2 separate regions of the Bos taurus genome follow, and region 1 is linked to region 2. Evidence: chromatin contacts called from public Hi-C data. All regions are on one chromosome and are shown on one strand. The core of a region is the stretch at or near the end of the contact, and the rest is flanking DNA. Distances in the headings are between cores, read along the strand shown. Region 1 holds the start of MRM3 (mitochondrial rRNA methyltransferase 3). Region 2 holds the start of NXN (nucleoredoxin).

Region 1 (4,111 bases), core at 1,374-3,873, 180 kb after region 2:
CAGGCTCTCCTGAGCACTGTGGCAAACGGGCTGGGAGGTGGGCTGTGTGCCAAGAGGCTGGCAAGTCGGGACAGAAGAGGTGCCATCTAGTCCACCCAGTTAGGAGTAAGGAACAAGCTGAGATTCCCCCTCATCCTCGGGTCCTCTACGCTGGGCACCACATCAGGTGTTCCCCGCCTTTCTCTACCTCTCCCATACCAGCCACCAGCAACAATGTGAAAACCTCCTGCCTGGGTGATACAGGTCCATTTCCCCAAACCACACTTGCTCTCAGAGCTCTCAACAGTGAGGCAGGTAAGTGGGATATGGATATAGGGACCCCGAGCCTCACTTTCATGCTGGCATAGAGATGCACCCCAGGGAGGGATGATGGGGGGAAAGAGCTGGGAAGAGCAATACAGGCGAGTCTCAGCAATGGGACCACTTCTCTTACACCGAATGGCAGCTTCACTGTTTCTGATGGATGATCCTCTCCCTCCTCCTCCTTCCAGGCTGTAATAGGTCTGTTAGGCATATCCCAACTGTCAGGCAAGTCTGTTTGGAACCAAGGCTACAAATTTCTCTTTATGATGAGAGGACAGAACCAAGTGTTAAAACCAGCATCTATTTCTTTTAAAAACCTAGCAGGTGTCAAAATAATTTTAAAGATAATCAACAAGAATGAGCATGCCAGGCATGGTGCTGAGTACTTGACATTCATCTCACTTAATCCTCAGAACAACCCTACCAGGTAGTTTCTGTTACGCCTGCTTTCCAGATAAGGGAACAGATGGCTCACAATGCTGCTCACTTACACAGAGCTACCAAGGGACAGATCCAAGAACCAAATCCATACACATCTGCCCACGGAGCCAGCTCACTTACAAACAGCCACCTAATCCACCCAGTAACAGGCGATCTTACCTTTGGTGAGTAACACTTTGCTGCAGCCTGCCCCAGCAGCAGATCGCAGAATTGTCCCCAGGTTCCCAGGGTCACGGAGATTGTCACAAATCAACGATATGGGCAGTGTGTGGCGAAGCTGAGTCTCAGGGTATGTCATCTTAACATGGTCAGGTTTGGCAAAAATCCCTGAGGAAACAAGAAATGTGATTCATTTGTCTGATGTGGGTATGGGGAGTAATTTGACGTTTTGGTTATTTACCACTCTTGGTGTATTTGTAATTACATACATGTAAACATTCTGATGGAATAAATTCAGTGTGCCCCCCGCCAACTCCCTCATAACTGCTTTCAATAGTGGAATGTATCCTTTCAGAACTTCTTCCATGCACTTCCCTACATGTATGTCCATCTACCCATATATAAGTGCTTTTTCTTTTATAGTAAAATCACACTCTATGTAATTATTCTGTGATCTAGTTTCCTTTTTTTTTTTTTGGCCAGGCTTAAGTGGCTTGCAGGATCTTAGTTCTCCCACCAGGGATTGAACCTGGGCCCACAGGCAGTGAAAGCACCAAGTCCTAACCACTGGACTGCCAGAGAATTCCCAACATTTTCTTAAGTTTTAAATGAACATTAAAGGTTGAAGTGACTCCCAAAACATAAGGTCTGAGGAGGAGTGATTACTCCCTGCAGACTATAAAAACTCACAATACAAATGATGACAGACAACTGGCTTCAGTTTCCACTTAAAATACAAGATTCACAGATTTGAAAACTGTGTTGTAAGAAAAGGTTAGGCCCAGTAATATTGTGAATTTCATTTAAATTTGTTGCCCTGAGACAAGTATGAACAAATGATCCCAAGCCTCCCCTTCTACAGACACAGTGAACAACCACTGACCCATTATTCCCTGTGGTGTTACCAGGTCGGACCAATCCTTGATATCCTCAAATTTCACCTTAATGAGGCTAACACCTTTCAGCTTTTCAATGGGCAGCTCTTTTATGTATTCCAGACGGCTGAAGAAGAAAATTTGGGGCACAGCACCAGCCTTGAGAGCGTCTGCAATCAGCCTACGACCTTCCAGCAGGATCTTCCCCTGCTTTTCTCGAAATGGCCTGGACTTAACTATGGTCATCACACTGCTGTGGGTGGAAACAAAAAGATGGGTAATTACCAACATCCTCATTACGGACACACATCGAGTTCTAGCAGACATGAAGAGCTTCGTAGTGAAAGAAACAAACGAACTGTTAGAAAGACACTTATTCTGCCCTCTGTGCACAATAAAAACCAGAGAGGTGTGCTCCAAGAGAACGCAAGGGAAAGAGGTCAAGCTCTCGCCATGAGGAGGGAGGAGAAACGAGAAAACTCGACAAGCCTCGGGGACACATCACCTTAGCCTTTTGTCTCCAGGGAAAGCCTTATCATAGCGAAGCCCCGACTCTTCCCAGGTGCTGGGCGTCTGGGATGCTGGCCCCTGAATCTGCTGCTTCTGTCGCTGCTCCCGGGGACTGGCCTCTGCCGCTGCCTTCCGAGGCTGTTTCCCGGGATCGAGCTTCCGTTCCACAACCTCACCAGATGGAAACAGCACTTTCACGGGGCTCCGCCGCAGTGCCCGGACCCAGCGCCGCGCATCGAGGTCCCAAGCCTGCACCACCGGCAGCAAAGGTCGCGTACCCAATCCCACGCGCTTCACTAGCGCCGCCATCTTCCCCCGCCCCGTGGGTCGCGTCACGAAGGCGCGCCGGCGGCGGCCAGTGACGTCACTAGCGCGCCGGCGTCAGCTGTGGTTTGTGCGCCGCCGTACGCGTGACCGGTGGTAGTGTAGGTGGTCATGGCGAATCGCAGAGCTCTGCACTTCGTGTTCAAAGTGGGAAACCGCTTCGAGACGGCGTGTTTCTATCGCGATGTCCTGGGGATGAAGGTGCAGGCGGGGCGGAGAGGGGCTGGAGCTCGAGGGGGGTGCGAGTGACTGAACCCCACCTGGCCGAGGGAGGAGAAACGGGTGCGATGTGAATTTCACTGCGAATTCGGGTGTCGGACCTTAGCCCCAGGACTTCCCATTAACTCTGTGGTTTTCAGGTTCAGGAAGCATCACGAATTGCGGCTTGGGTTAGATGGACTTTGAAAGGGGGCTCACACTTACTAGTTGCCGACTGTGTGCGCACACAGGTCCTTTCAGTTTAAGTTGTTTAACGAATGTTTATTCCTGTCTTTGCGAAGTTTCCAGTCTGTGAGAAAGATAGTAAATAAAAGGTTACGTAATACTCTTCCAGTAAACAATGACTCTTCTGATTTGGAGCCTTTTGGTTTTAGATACCAGCATAATTCAGAGCTCTACTTTTCTTGGGGCTGGTTTGAATGGATCACTCACTCTGTCTAGGTGAACGATCCAGCTTGTCTCAGAAGTGTGAAATCAGAATCCATTCTCCTTTCCAACACCTAGAAGTGGCATCTCCCCAGCTGTGATTCTGCAGAGATCACCTGGGTGGCAAGCACAGGTGGAAGCTGTTGGAAGGCTCCTGCTACGGAGGGACTTTAGATGTTGTCAACTGAAGGAAAAATTAACAACCTAAGATTTTTGAGTTAATTTTTATTTGGGGACCTTCCTAAGGACTCTAGTGTGGAAGACAGCCTCTCGATAGCTCTGAGGAACTGATCTGAAGAGGCAAGGGAGGAGCTAGAAGGTATATGAGATTTTTGCTTGAAGATGGGGAAGAACCCAAAACCATGTAGGAACATCAAAAGATTACTACTAAGCACAGAAATAGGCAGCTCAAGTTAATGGTTTTAGTGCTTTTCTGTGCGTGGCAAGATGGGTTCTGAGTACCTTGAAATTTTTCCTTAGAAATGTATCTTAAATGTCTAGGACCAGAATCCAAAAGCAGAGAATGCTTCTTGTTATTTTTCCATCCTGAATTCCCCTCAGGGTGTGCTGTTGGTCAGCAACTGCATTAGCTGATGGTTTGATCCTTGTTGAAATGGAATTGCAGGCAACATTGTTTACAATGTGCAAGAGTAAGACTTAATGTAGAGACACTGCAGAGTACAAAGGGAATTACCTAAATTCATCAATCATTTAAAGAATATCACCTATTTCATGGTTCTGTTTTGGGCTTTGGTGACAAAGATGAAAATGACCCTGTTATCTGTCCTCAGTTAAGATCCTGGTTTGGTGGGAATTGTATTTGTACTTTGCAGATGGTAATGGAAGTTAAAATG
Region 2 (4,051 bases), core at 693-3,192:
TAATGACTTCACTATTTCCCCCAATTTGCAATCCCCCGAATTCCCTCCTCACCTCCCTCCACAACAAATACTTTGTCTCTAGGCATCAATAAGATGCTATGGTCCTCTTACATCTCTTCAGCGTTCACTTGAAAGCATCAGGGTATAGGAGTCTGTCTTACATGCTTTGGATCGCACCTGATGCAACCCATCCACAGGCATTTCAACTATATGATTTGGATGAGAAAAGAAAACATTTTAACCCACTTCCAGAATTTTAAAAAGATATCTAATAAATTAATGTCTGTTATGTTAATGGCTTTTATATGTTTTCACTAAAAAGTGATGCTTTCCATGTGTTGGTAATAATATTGTCTCTGCAGTCACACAGAATTTTGCCAGGACTCTCAGAATGAACTCGGAATTCGCCTTTGTCATAGGGTTCTTGCCTGCCTAAAGGCAATCCTCAACCCAAAGAGCCTACTTATGAAATGAGCAGCAGTGTTAGGTGGATACTGAGAAAGTGGCTATCATTCAAGAGATTCCCAGTCCACCCGTGGTGTCTACCTCCGCCTCTTTCACCAGTTTCTGTGGTAACATTTCACTGAGCTGAGAACCAGTACAATTTCTTGTACTATTCCAGAAAAACTGGGAACCTTAGGCATGAAAATTTATGTTTGTGCCAAAAAGCTTGTGGTTATATTATGAGGTTTAAATGAACTCTTGTAAAGCGGGTTATGGTGTGTGTGTGTGTGTGTGTGTGTGTGTGTGTGTGTGTGTGTGTGTGTGTGTGTGTGTGTGGAAAGCAGCTATAAAATACAAATATTCTGCTTGGTTGCTGGTATCCCGTTGTCTTTTCTTGCTCTTTCCACTAGATGGCGGTGGATGCCCAAGAAATAACTTGCAAAGGGCTGGTGGAGGGCGGTGAGAGGGGTGTTCTTTTCTTTCACTGGGTTGTTGGTAGCTGAGCTGGCACGCTCTTGTTCCTCTGTTGCGAGTGGGCATGGTATTTTTCTTTTTTCGTGTATGTGTTGGGGGAGGCCGGAAGACTTGCCACAGACCACCTGTTTAATCCAGGTTCAGTTTAAGCATAGGGCAGCATCTCGCCAGCTGGCAAAAAAAAAAAAAAAAAGAAAAATCCATAGAATTTCTCTCAACTATCAACAGACTTGGGTAGAAGCTATGGAACCGTTTCAGGAGAGCAGCCAGCATCGATTTAGAGATGCTTCGGCATCTGTTGCCTATATTTGTGGAGATGGAAGAGAGCAACTCGCTGGTGAGGAATGACCGCGGCGACTGCGATCAACCCACAAGTACTTATAGATTCCCTCCCATGTGCCCATCACCGGATCAGAAGCTACACAAAAAACATAAGAGGTGGCGTCCTTCCGGCCTCTTGTGGTAGAGAACACAAAACACACAGAGAGATCAGCAAGACCTAGCCGGACCAAGTTATCATTGTGTGAAGACGGTTAAGTCCTACAAGTATTATGAGATCAGTGGGGGTACAAACGGCCAACGGGATAGCCTGTGGGTAGAGAGAGTGCAGGGAAGAAGAACAAGGAGGGATAAGAGAACTCGGGTGGGAATCTCTGGAGAATTCCGGAGAGAATTTGGAATTAGGGAGCGAAGAGGAAATGGGAGGGAGGGGAGAGGCCAAGCCCGGCCCTGCGCGGACTGCAGCTTCGGAAAGGCTGGCTCAGCGGCCCCTTCTGTTTTCTTCATTTAGGTCCCAGGCATTTCCGACAGACCGGAGAGTCTCGGGTCAGCCTTCTCGCCGGGGCTATCTCGGGAGCACTTCGGCCACGCGGCGGGAGAAACCGCGCACTCCCGCAGCGAGGGCTCGGGAGGCAAGCGCGGCTACAAAGGGGGCGTGGCGTGGCGAAGGGGCGTGGCGGGTGGGCGTGGCTCGCCTCCCGCCTGTGCCCGCCGACGCCGCCGCAGCTGCCGCCTCCGCCCGCCTCGCGGACCGAGGGAGCGGTGTCGCCGCCGCCTGCCCGCCCGGGTGCCCGCGAGCCCGGGCTGCGGTGGGCCAGGATGTCGGGATTCCTGGAGGAGCTGCTGGGCGAGAAGCTAGTGACTGGCGGCGGCGAGGAGGTGGACGTGCACTCGCTGGCCGCCCGCGGCATCTCGCTGCTCGGGCTCTACTTCGGCTGCAGCCTGAGCGCCCCCTGCGCGCAGCTCAGCGCCAGCCTGGCCGCCTTCTACGGCCGCCTGCGGGGGGACGCAGCGGCCGGGCCGGGGCCGGGGCCGGGGGCCGGGGCGTCGGCGGAGCCCGAGCCGCGGCGCCGCCTGGAGATCGTCTTCGTGTCCTCGGATCAGGACCAGCGGCAGTGGCAGGACTTCGTGCGGGACATGCCGTGGCTGGCGCTACCCTACAAGGAAAAGCACAGGAAGGTGAGCGGCGCCGGCCTCGCCGCGCGTTCCCGGGAGCCGGTCCTCACGGCCCCCGGCGCCCCCGCTGCCCCCTCCTATAGTGCACGCGCTTCCCCTCCTGCTCCTCAGCGTCCCCTGCCTCTGCCCGCCCCGCGTCCCGGAACCCTGCCGGCTCGGGGTTCCCGCGGCGGCAACTCGGTGTCGATGCCAGGCCGCGCCCGCTGGGGAAGTTTGAAACCCCTCGGCCCCCGGGACCCTGACTCAAGTCCTGGGGAGTCGAGGGCCGGGTCCCCCCATGTTGGGAGCCTCCCGTAGCGGGTGGCTGCGGTCGGGGGGGGTTCCGACTCGGTGACCCCCAGCCCCGGGCAGAGGCGCGGGGAGGGGGCCCCTTCCTTCCCTCAGCCCTCGACTCCCCGCGGCTACCTGTGGTGGGGGGGAGGGCGCCGGCCCCCTACCCATAATGCCCGAACCAGGAAGTTTTCTCTCTTTACGAGAGAAATCTGCTTTCCTGAGGCTACCTCCTGCTGTGGCCGAAGGCGGGTCCCCCGGCGCCCTGGGGTGGGGGTGTCGGGCGCTGACCGTGGCTTTGGGCGAGAAGGGAGCTTGGTCGTCTCCCCTTGCCCTCCCTTCGCTCCCCCTTTTCCCTCCCTCGGACTAAACTAGAGGCCATCAGGGAGCCTTTCATTGTCTGGCTGTCCAGCCAGCCATCCCCCCTGATACCTCCCGGGCACTGGACCAGACCCGTCCATGTGGCTGTTAGTGGCTTGGTTGGTGGGCCACTGGTGTCTTGGCATCGAATTAAACGCTGAACCGATTCCTTAAGTGTAGACTGACCAGAAGAATGAGGATGGGGGAAATTTACACTCCTCTGTCAACTTCTCATTCCCTCCTCTCCCCCGGGTTTGCTGCTGAAATTAGCTTGGATTTTTGAGTGTGTCTGTTGGATGAAGATGTCTGTTTTAATAAAACGAATTCAGGAAATTTTGCCATGAATCGAAACAGAAAAAGTTTTGGAGCGCTCTTGCTTAATTAGTATGCCTGCTGCAACGTGTGAATCCAGCCGGGTTCTTTCCTGAGGAGAATCTCTGTTTATGGAGTGGACAGAAGGGTTCTGCTGGGGGCGTTTAGATTCCACTCTGGAGGATGGTAAGGGCATGCCATGTGTTTCTTTAATGCCTATAGAATCTTGTTGAGAAGCATGATTTAGATTTAGTGAGAGTAAAAGGCTTATACTGTGGCCCCAAATGTCTCAAGTAAATCATCCACAGAAGCAATGTAAGGTACAGACTTGGTATTCAAAGTATGAAACACAGTTTAACAAATAGAGTTTGTAAATTTAGCATTGGAAAAACATGGACTCACAAACCACACAGAGGCAACACTTTGCGTTTTAACCACTTTTTAGATGATCTTGCCCATATTTGACTTATCTGCTTGGTACAGGGCAGGGATATGAATAGCCAGTCCTTTTTTGCTCTAAAACATGGGAATCCTTTGTTTTCCTTGGTGGTAGTTTTTATGATCCTTTTGGGGAGGAGTAATGTCCAGAAAGTGATTTATCAAGAAATATTTTCATTATTATGGCCTATTTCTATTGTAGACCAAAGTCTGTGTAAAGTACTGTCCTTATTGGGCAATACAAATGATTTCTAGCTTTTGCAAATACACAATGATGGTAAAATGTTACAGACTTAAG

Evidence for each region. Hi-C and Micro-C count contacts between places; a contact is called where the count stands out from the background.
Region 1: a contact with region 2 is called in a Hi-C map of blastocyst, with 11 times the contacts expected there. The contact joins the promoter of MRM3 here to the promoter of NXN in region 2. A contact is called at or near these places in 5 of 11 Hi-C or Micro-C datasets (blastocyst, liver, skeletal muscle and 1 more).

The regions. Positions count from the first base shown.
Region 1 is chr19:22,062,405-22,066,515 of ARS-UCD2.0, forward strand. It overlaps MRM3 (mitochondrial rRNA methyltransferase 3), which reads right to left and starts at 2,624. Exons shown (of 4, transcript XM_002695710.6): 1 at 2,284-2,624; 2 at 1,787-2,031; 3 at 904-1,071. The coding sequence starts at 2,597. It overlaps GLOD4 (glyoxalase domain containing 4), which reads left to right and starts at 2,718. Exons shown (of 9, transcript NM_001101953.1): 1 at 2,718-2,813. The coding sequence starts at 2,724.
Region 2 is chr19:21,887,216-21,891,266 of ARS-UCD2.0, forward strand. It overlaps NXN (nucleoredoxin), which reads left to right and starts at 1,943. Exons shown (of 8, transcript NM_001102136.1): 1 at 1,943-2,376. The coding sequence starts at 2,017. LOC132342970 (a long non-coding RNA gene) reads right to left here and starts at 1,867. Exons shown (of 2, transcript XR_009491591.1): 1 at 112-1,867.